2 separate regions of the Oryctolagus cuniculus genome follow, and region 2 is linked to region 1. A link is a contact called in public Micro-C data. All regions are on one chromosome and are shown on one strand. Each heading gives the region's core, a stretch centred on a gene start, on an enhancer-like site or on the middle of the called end of the contact. The rest is flanking DNA. Distances are from core to core; before and after follow the strand shown.

The links. Hi-C and Micro-C count contacts between places; a contact is called where the count stands out from the background.
Region 2: a Micro-C map of ear pinna shows a contact between it and region 1, with 3 times the contacts expected there. The contact joins the promoter of ODC1 here to the promoter of NOL10 in region 1. A contact is called at or near these places in 2 of 6 Hi-C or Micro-C datasets (ear pinna and psoas muscle).

Annotation. Positions count from the first base shown.
Region 1 is chr2:191,788,332-191,792,876 of mOryCun1.1, forward strand. NOL10 (nucleolar protein 10) reads left to right here and starts at 2,625. Exons shown (of 21, transcript XM_002722390.5): 1 at 2,625-2,815. The coding sequence starts at 2,750.
Region 2 is chr2:191,975,167-191,979,711 of mOryCun1.1, forward strand. ODC1 (ornithine decarboxylase 1) reads left to right here and starts at 2,317. Exons shown (of 12, transcript XM_070069752.1): 1 at 2,317-2,397; 2 at 4,329-4,434; 3 at 4,516-4,545. The coding sequence starts at 4,533. It overlaps LOC127485124 (small nucleolar RNA SNORA42/SNORA80 family), which reads left to right and starts at 3,579; the gene lies at 3,579-3,711.

The DNA.
Region 1 (4,545 bases), core at 1,375-3,874:
GGGCCCCTGTACCCACGTGGGAGACCCAGAAGAAACTCCTGGCTTCTGGCTTCGGATCGGCACAGCTCCAGCTATTGCAGTCATCTGGGGAGTGAACCAGCAGATGGAAGACCTCTCTCTCTCTCTCCCTCTGCCTTTCTGTAACTCTGCCTTTCAAATAAATAAACAAATTTTTATTTAAAAAAAGCTTCACAATTTAATACGAGGCGTCACATGTTTGGAGGCAAATCGACTGCCTCTCTACCAACAGAATAGATGGCGCCACCGCAGTGAGTTATTTTGCTCCCCCACCTGTCCACGATCAGGCCCCGGGATGATCTAACTGCCCCATCCCTGACTTCAGTTTGGTCGGCTGCAGAACGGCTTTTGCACAGTGGGCCATGACATCGCGTGACCTCCACCCAGCACAGGCGTGTCCCACGGTGCAGTGTCCTGCTGATCCCCCCACCCCAGAGCCAGAGCCATTGCCGTGGAGGCATCCGTGAGCTGGAGACTTTAACACGGGCTGGGCCCTGTAAAAGGGGCCGCGCGTCTCACGTGGCCAGTAAGCGCTGGCTGCTGAGAAAACAAAGCAGAAAACCCCCAAGGGTACCTTGAGGATGGAACTGTGAGCCCCAGTTTAAGAAATGGTTGCGAGTGGATTATACAGAACCAGGCATCGGGGAGACGACACAGGTGCAGGAGGGTCCGCAGGTGCCAGAAGCAGCTGGAAGGCGGGCACTGTGGTGCAGTGGCTCAAGCTGACCCTTGTGTCGCGCGCATCGTGTTTGAGTGCCTGGCGTTGAGTCCTGCCTCCGCCTCCGCCCCCGCTTCCTGATAATGGCCTGGGAGGAGGGGGAGACAGCCTGGCCCAGCCGCAGCTGCTGTGGGCATTTGTGGAGCGAAGCGGCAGATGGAGCTCTTTTCCTGCCTCCTCCCCTGTCACTCTTGCAAGTAAACAAAATAAATCATAAAACTTAAAAAAGAGGCAGGGAGGTCAGCTGGGAGTGTAATAATGCAAAAACAAGATTTAGAGCCTAGGCAGGAGGGTCTAAGGAGTCTGAGAATCAGAGGTGGGCGTGCGGTGCGCAGTTAGGCCAGGCTCGGACACCACACGGGAGCCTGGAGTCGAGTCCCACCGCGGCTTCTGATTCAGCTTCCGCTAACGACGCGCTGGGGCAGGCAGGCGGCAGCTCCACTCCCTGAACCCCGCGGCCCACGGGAGACCAGGGTGAGTTGCAGGATGCTGGCTCAGCCTGCACAGCCTGCTGCTGAGGGATTGGGAAGTGAACCAATGGATGGAAGAGCGCTCGCTCGCTCTCTCTTGCTCTTCAAAAAAAATTTTTTTAAAGTTTTTATTTACTTGAGTTACAGATAGAGGGAGAGACAAAGGTCTTCCATCTGCTGGTTCACTCCCCAAATGGCCACAGTGGCTGGGGCTTTGCCAATCCGAAGCCAGGAGCCAGGAGCTTCTTTCAGGTCTCCCACACAGGTGCAGGGGCCCAAGGACTTGGGCCATCTTCCACTGCTTTCCCAGGTCACAGCAGAGAGCTGGATCAGAAGTGGAGCAGCCGGAACTACAACCAGCACCCATATGGGACGCCAGTGCTGTGGGCGGAGGCTTAGCCCACCATGCCACAGCGCCAGGCCCTCAAAATTTGGGGGGGGGGAGCACTGTGGCATAGATTAAGCCTCTGCCTGCAATGCCAGCATCCATATAGGAACTGGTTCCAGTCCGGGCTGCTCCTCTTCCGACCCAGCTCTCTGCTGTGGCCTGGGACAGCAGCAGAAGATGGCCCAAGTCCTTGGGCCCCTGCACCCGCGTGTGAGACCCGGAAGGAGCTCCTGGCTCCAGGTCAGCCCAGCTCCGGCCACTGCGGCTTTTTGGGGAGTGAACCAACGATGGAAGATCTCTCTAACTGCCTTTCAAATACATACATCTTAAATTTCTTTTTTTTTTCCCAGAGGTAGAAATGTCAAGTCTAGCCACGTGGGCAGAAGAGGCAGCAATGGCCCGAGGTTCTTGTCTAGGTGACTGCGAAGACGGCAAAGCTCTTCCCCAAGAAAAACAGCGCGGAATACTGGGAGTGCTTAGTTAGGGGATTAGGCAAGCAGTACTTGGCTCAGCACCGTAAGCAGGCGCGGTGGGAGTGAGACAGGCAGGGACTGGGGTCTGGGGCCGGGGAAGCCTCCATTTTTCGAAGAAATAGGACAGAAATGGAGCACCCCGGGCCATCGCAGCAGCTCTCGCCGACCCGAGAGCGAGGTCGGGTCCCGGGTAACGGAGCGATGCGGGGACGCCGACGCCCGCGCGTCCGCCAGGGGCTGTCCGTCACGGCGGCCACACCCGTCCCCGGAGACCCCGGGCGCCAGCCCCTCCCCGATCGTCACCCCTCCCTCGCGACCTCCCTCAGTGAGTGAAAGCCAAACGAGCCAGGCGACACCCCGTTTTTAGTGAAGCCATTTTTAAGCGCAGTTATTTCTAAAGCAAAGCTGCAGAAACACTGACAGAGACCACACTTCCCGCCACTCGCGACGCTGAGCGCAGGGGCGCGGCCGCCGCCTCACCAGGGCGCCCCAGCTCTCCCGCCGGCTCCGCCGCCTCGCTTCTTCCGGGAACTTGCGCACGGCCCGGCGGCCGGAAGTGCGTCATCATCCGGCGCCCGCCGCCGCACGCCGCGCCGTGCCGGGCCTGGGAGTCGGATGTTGGAGCGTGCCGGTGGGAGGGGACCGGGCGCGGCGACTGAGATCGCTGCCTCTCGCCGTCACCATGCAAGTGTCCAGCCTTAACGAGGTGAAGATTTACAGCCTGAGCTGCGGCAAGTCTCTTCCTGAGGTGAGTCGGGGCCGTCCCGGCTGCCCGGAGGCGAGTGACGGCGCGCTGGGGGCCAGGCTGGTGGGCGCCGGCACCGGCATCAGCGCCCAGTCTCTGGAGCGGAGGCCAAGTCGGCTTGGGCATGGGTGGCGGTGCCGCCAGGAAAACGTGGACGGGTACCTGGCCGGCTGCGTGCCGGTGCCCGTCCGCCCGCGGGTCGTGGTCCTCGCGCGTGGGCCGGGTACGGCAGTGGGCGGTGGAGACGCGGGCCTCGCAGGTGCACGGTCGGCAGCGGCGGACGCCTTTCCCCGCCTGCGGGACTCGCCTGGCCCCGCGGTCTAAGTGCGTGGTTCTGTCCCAGTCTGCTCGTCTGTAGATCTTTCTGGGATCCAGAAAGAGGTCGGGGCGGGGTGGGGACAGCCCTCCAGGGCCCTCCAGGGACATCCGGGGGTAGGTGATGAGAGCCTTCGCCTCTTCTCCGCATTCCCGGTGTCAGGAATGGCACGTCTCCCGCGTCTTCTCATTCGTCACTCCCTCGTTCTGTGCACGCTCCTGAGAAGCTAAGCTGTGCAGGCGGCCCCGTCGTAAGTGCGGCATCCGGAGCGCATGTGTCACGGGGGGAAAGGATGATGGAGAGTGAGTGAGCGGGCGGGATACAGCGTCAGCGCTCGGCGTGGGGCGGTCTGGAGGTGTAGCAGGTGCAGCGCCACTTGGGCTGCCTGGCGCGCTGTGCCCGAGTGCCAGCCCGGCTTCCTGCCAGTGCCTGGGGCAGCACAGAGGATGGCCCACGTCTTTTCTTGGAAAGAGAGCTTCCATCCGCTGGTTCACTGCCCAGCAGGCGGCTCCTGGCTTCAGCCTGGCCCCGTCTGGAGTATTGTGGGCATTTGGGGAGTGCACCAGTGAATGGGAGATTCTCTCTCCCGCTCTCTCTCCGGCACTCCGCCTTTCGTCTGGGCTGACCCTCAGGCTCCTTTGTCCCGTGCCACGCTGCCTGCTTGTCCGTTTGTGGGACAGCTCCCGGCCGGGCCTCGCTCCCCACCTGTGCCGGGTCAGGGATTCTGGCCCTCCCAGGTCCCGGCCCCCTCTCTGCCCCCTACGTAGGACCCCTGTTCCCGGAAGGGCCGCCCCTTCCTTGAGTAGCTCCCTCAGAACGCTGGATGTTGGTCGGGGCGGGAGCCGTGGCGTAGACCTTCCTGCTGCCACAGGCTGATGCGCCTGGATGCACGTGTGCCTGGGAAGTCCCCCAGCTTCCCCGGGAGCTGAACACGAGTGCCAGGGAGCCAGAGGCACGCCGGGCTGAGGGCGATGGCCGGCTCCGGCTCTCCCGCCCTGTCCGGCGTGGACACCGCCGCGGCGCTCAGCTCGGGTCCCGAGTGTGTCCCAGAGGCCGGATGCCGCGGCCTGGCCCGGGTTCTGCATCGCGTCTGCTTTTAGAGATGGTGTCTGCTGAGTGGCGCGCTTGCTTCTCCTTGCTTCAGGGAGGGCTGTCGTAGCCTTGCCGTTGGTGACGGTCTGGGGTGGCTGTCCCGCAGCGTGTGGCCTCTGTCCTCGGGGTGCGGGCATACCTCTAGTGACAGCCGAAAGCGTCCCAGGAGTTGCTGATGTCCTCTGGGAGGCGGACTGCCCCTGCTGAGACCCACTGTTTCCGGTAGCCCTACTGACAGGTGCAGTGGAATTGCCTCTTGCTAGACGGGGTGCAGGAGTACAGTCTGCCATCGGTGCCATCAGAGCACGGGACCGTAAAAGTACCC
Region 2 (4,545 bases), core at 1,067-3,566, 190 kb after region 1:
AGGCTGATTGTGGTGCACGGGTTTTGAAACCCAGTTTTTTCATCATATTTTCCAGAAACCTTTTGACATCCTCTCCCACACCTTTATAAGCTCTTTCATGGAAATACGTTAAGAAAAAAAAAAAAAAAGCCTGGCATCAGACGGGCCCTCGTTTTTGGTTCGGAAAACTTTGGTCAGAGGATCCCCACGAGGCCGCATCTGTACCGGAGGTCAGAGGCACGCGGGAGGCCCACAGGGCGCCTGGAGCCGGGGAAGGCCAGGAGGCCGGGGCAGCAGCAGCGAGGTGCTCAGGTCCCCAGGGAGGCTGCGCGTGGTCCGGAACTCAGGCGCGTGGCGTCGGTGTTTTTACTCACTTCCTGTACTGCTCCTGCAGAAAACACAGACCTCCCGTCGGGCCTAAGCGTCACGCCCAGGTGTTTGGCATCACCGACTTCCCAAGGAGCTGCTGCTTTTCTCTTTAGGGGAAAAACCAAACCGGCCGAGGGTGATGCAGTGGACTTTGAATAAGACCTGGTTGAGTCAGCACTGGTTACCTCCCGAATCCAGATCGGAGTCGGTCTCTGACTCAGCTCCGCTGACTCGCAGACCCACCGCCACCGGGCCCTGCCAAGAGTGCGCCTGCAGCCGGCCGGCACTCCCGGAAGCAGGCGTCTTCCCTCGCTTCCGCTTCCCCAACCAGGTCAGATGGGTCAAGGGCAAGGCCCGGCCTTCCCCAATGAAGGTGCCTGTACGCGGGGCCAGCAAGCGTACGTCCGCGTGGGTTGGCCGAAGCGCCTGGTGCGGGCCGACAGGCCCGTGAGCAGCTCTGTGTACAGCTAACGGACAACCCGGCTCCCTCAGCGAGGACTTGCCTCTAGGCTCCCAAGCTGAACAGAGACCCCCGTATGCCAGACGTCTGGTCGCCTCCACTGGGATGAGGCCACGTAGCTGAGCAGAGTGTAGAATGACTGACAGACGGAGTGCCCCAGGGCACTGCGGCCCCCTTGGAGCCTTCCAGGAAAACTCAGGTGTTGCTGGGGCCAAATATTCCTTCACAGCGAGGGGACGAGGCTCCCGGTCAGAGCTGTCCCACGGAGCAGGAGGAGCTACGATCTCTGATGGCTTCTGATCTTGGGGCTTGGGAAGAATTAGGTTCGTTAAGAGTGGTGATAAAACCGTTCTTTGGCCTGGCCGCCGGGACTTGGCACTCACTGGTTGCTCACGGACTCTATAAAGTTGACCAGGGCAGGCCCCGGCTTGCAGCCCCGACAGCCCACAGGAGTGAGGTTTCAGTCCTGGCCGCTCTGGTTCTGATCCGGCTTCCTGTGGACGTGCCGGGGAAAGCAGTGCACGGCCCAAGTGCTTGGGCTCCTGCAGCCACGTGGGAGGCCCACGTGGAGTTCCAGGCTCCTGGTTTGGGCCTGGCCGGGGCCCAGCCTTTGCTGCCATTTGGGAAATGACCCAGCAGGTGGGAGATCTCTGTTTCTGTCTGTACCTCTGCCTTTCAAATAAAGAAGTAAATCTTTAAAAAAGAAATAAATCAAGTCGAGCAGGGAGCCCGAGGGAGCCGGTGGCTGCCCGTCAGGTGCTTCTTCGGCATCTTCTGCCCTCCGCTCCCAGCGTCCCGTTCAGCTCCGGGGCGCTGAGCCTGCTCCTAGCGGAGCGCGACCATTTGCTCACGCATGCGTGCGGGCATTAAGTGTCCACTGGCAACGCCCCGGGCCGGCTGTGGGCACCCACACCTCACAGTGACCCTGAAAGCACAAGGCCAGGGTCACCCCCCCCCAGCCCGCGGGGGGCCACAGCCCACCCCCAGGGTGGGACCCAGCCCAGCAGTTGTCAAAGTGCTCGGGGCTTCTCCAACCAGGGCTGCCGGGGCGGGCCCGTCACCGCCCGCTCCCGGAGCCCCGAGCCCCCAGGCGGCTGCGGCCATTCTCAAGGCCACGCCGGCGGTGGCCCTCCGCGCGTTCCGCCGCTGAGGGCCGGCGGCCAGGCCGAGCGCGCCCCGGGCCCTCGCCGTCCCCTTTTCTCCGCCCTCGAGGCGCGGAACGCCGAGTGGAGGCACACTCTCGCGACGGGGCGGGCGGCGGCCGACATCCTGCGGCGGCCATGTGCCTCAGCGCCCGCCACACACACGAGCGAGGCGGCCCCGCCGGCGCCCGACAGGGCCTGCGGCGGCGCGCGCGTGCGCATGCGCGGGCCGGCCCGCGGGCCGGGCGGGGCGCGAGGCCGGGCGGGCGGGGCGCGAGCCCCGGGGCGGGGCGGGGCGGGGCGGGCACGCGCGGCGCGCGGCGGCGCTGACGTCCGGGCGCCCGCGACCCCCGCCCCCTCCGCCCCGGCCCGGGTTGGCCGCCGCCGAGCCCCCGCCCCTCCTCCGGAGGCCTCCCGGCCGGAACCGATCGCGGCTGGTTTGAGCTGGTGCGTCTCCATGGCGACAGGCCGGCGCTATAAGTAGCGGCGCGGCGCGCCGTCGGGCTTTGTCAGTCGCTGCAGCCGCCGCCGCCGCCGGCCGCCCTCTGCCCCCAGCGCGGGCGCCACCTCGGCCGGCGTCTCCGGCGGGCGGCCGGGCGCTCCTCCGGCTTAGCATCGGGCGCTGGCGGCGTCTCCATGGGGCCGGCCCGCGGCGCGGGGGCGCTCTGAGGTGGGAGCCGGGCCGGGCGGGCGGGCGGGCGGGGGGCGGCAGGGCCACGTGCCCGGGGCCGGGGGGCGCCCGCGGGCCACACGTGGTCGCAGGCCCGGGCGCCCGGGGCGGAGCGCAGGACCGGCGGCGCGCCCGGCGCTGCCCTCGCTGCAGGCCCACGTCAGCGGCGGCCCCGGGCCGGAAGCGGCCGGGCAGGCCCCGGGGCTCCTGCAGCCGCTGCGCTCGCGGGGCCCGCGCGGCCGGCCCGGAGCAGGTGCAGGGCGGCGCCGCCGGCCCCGGCCGCGGCCCCGCGATCTGGAGGACCGGGGCTCCTTCTTTTCCGGCTTTCTGGCTGCGGGGACGGGTGACGCCGTGGCAGAAGCGCCCGGAGTCGCCGGAGACGGCTGGTGCGGGACCTGGAATGGTTTATTATCCGAGGGCTCTCTGAGCGACTTGGCTCAGGCCAACAGGCGCGCGTAGGAGCCAGCCTGAAAGTTTTTTTTTTTTAAATAAGGCTGATCGTGTAGTTCGAGAATTCTGAGTAGTGGGTGGCAGCGTGGGGACGGGATGTGTGGCTCGCTTTCTTCAAGCCTCGAAGTGGACGGAGTCTACTGGACTCGGAGTCGCCGTGTGGACACGGGACCGGCTGGTGCCGGTGCGTGGACCGTTTAGCGCAGCGGCTGTTCCGGAAGGTCGCTGCGTAAGGCAGAGTTACTCTGGGACATCTCAAGCAAAGCTGTGAAAGATCCCGGAAAGCAAGATCCTAAACGGATTGTATTTCAGAAGAAACGAATGCTCTTTTAGTAACGCCTTTAAGTAAAGCCCTTAAGTAACGCAGCTCCTTTGGGGAGTTCGTTGTCACCGATACTGTGTAGCCAAAGTGGGTTTCCTGGCCGTGGCCTCTTCCCCGCCCCAGGGTGATTGAGGTCGACAATGCCAGGAACTCAATTAAACGGAGGCCGGAAGCCTGTTGTGCCACGCATGGGTTTGGATTGATGGCAGGTCCGTCCCCCTGGGCCTCTCATAGTGTCCCATGCCACAGCAAACGGTGGCCCCGAACCATTGCCGGCCTCTGTCCGTGGGTTGTTGGCACTGAAGCGGGTCGCACAGTAGGAAGAAGCCTCCTACCTGGCACAAGTCATGCAGGGTTCAAGTCAGGCCTTGAGGGGAACTCGATCACTGGTGTCGCGTTTCATGGAGTCCAAGGACAGTGGCTTTTATTGTTAGCAGCCTGACGTTCCGGCTTATTTTTATTATTCATAAAGTTTGCCCGCGTGATTACTCACGCTAAGCGAAACAAGAGTATTCCTAGGGGCGGCTGGGCTTCCCGGCATGGCTAACGGGAGGCAGCATCGGTTGGGGAACGCCGATTTCCAACCAGATAGCGGCAGCTGGAAGGCTGCTTGGCGCGTGAACACGAGCCGACAGGCGCTCGTGGTCGCGTGCCCTGGGTACTCCCGCGGTGCTGCGCTCTGTGAGGCGTGGGGAGGGTGGGAGTGCTGGCTGTGTCTGCGGTGCTGCCTGACGGTCTGGCAGGTGTGCTGCTTGGGGAAAGCCCGGTGTGGAGTCTGCCGTCCTGTTCTGGCCAGGGACCGGCAGCTGTGACGTGAGCCGGGAGGAGCTGGGATGCCGGTGGCAGCGAGGGGGCTGTCGGCTCTGGTGCCGGTGAGCGCTGCCTCCTGCGTGTGCCGTAAGGTGAACAGCGTCCCCTGTGTGCTCTGTCCCTCAGGTCCTGTGCACACTGCTCTGCGGGCACACAGGACCCGGACCCTGGAGGAGTGCCTCTGTGGGAAGCTGCAAGCAATTTCTCTGAGTTTCATCTCTTGGTTTTCCATGTGAGCGTTCAGATCCGTCTGCTGGAGGTGGGGTCGGGGCAGGCACTGCCGGGGTCTCTAAGGGCTCCCCTCCCGCTGCAGAGGGACATCGAGGAGCCATGAACAGCTCGA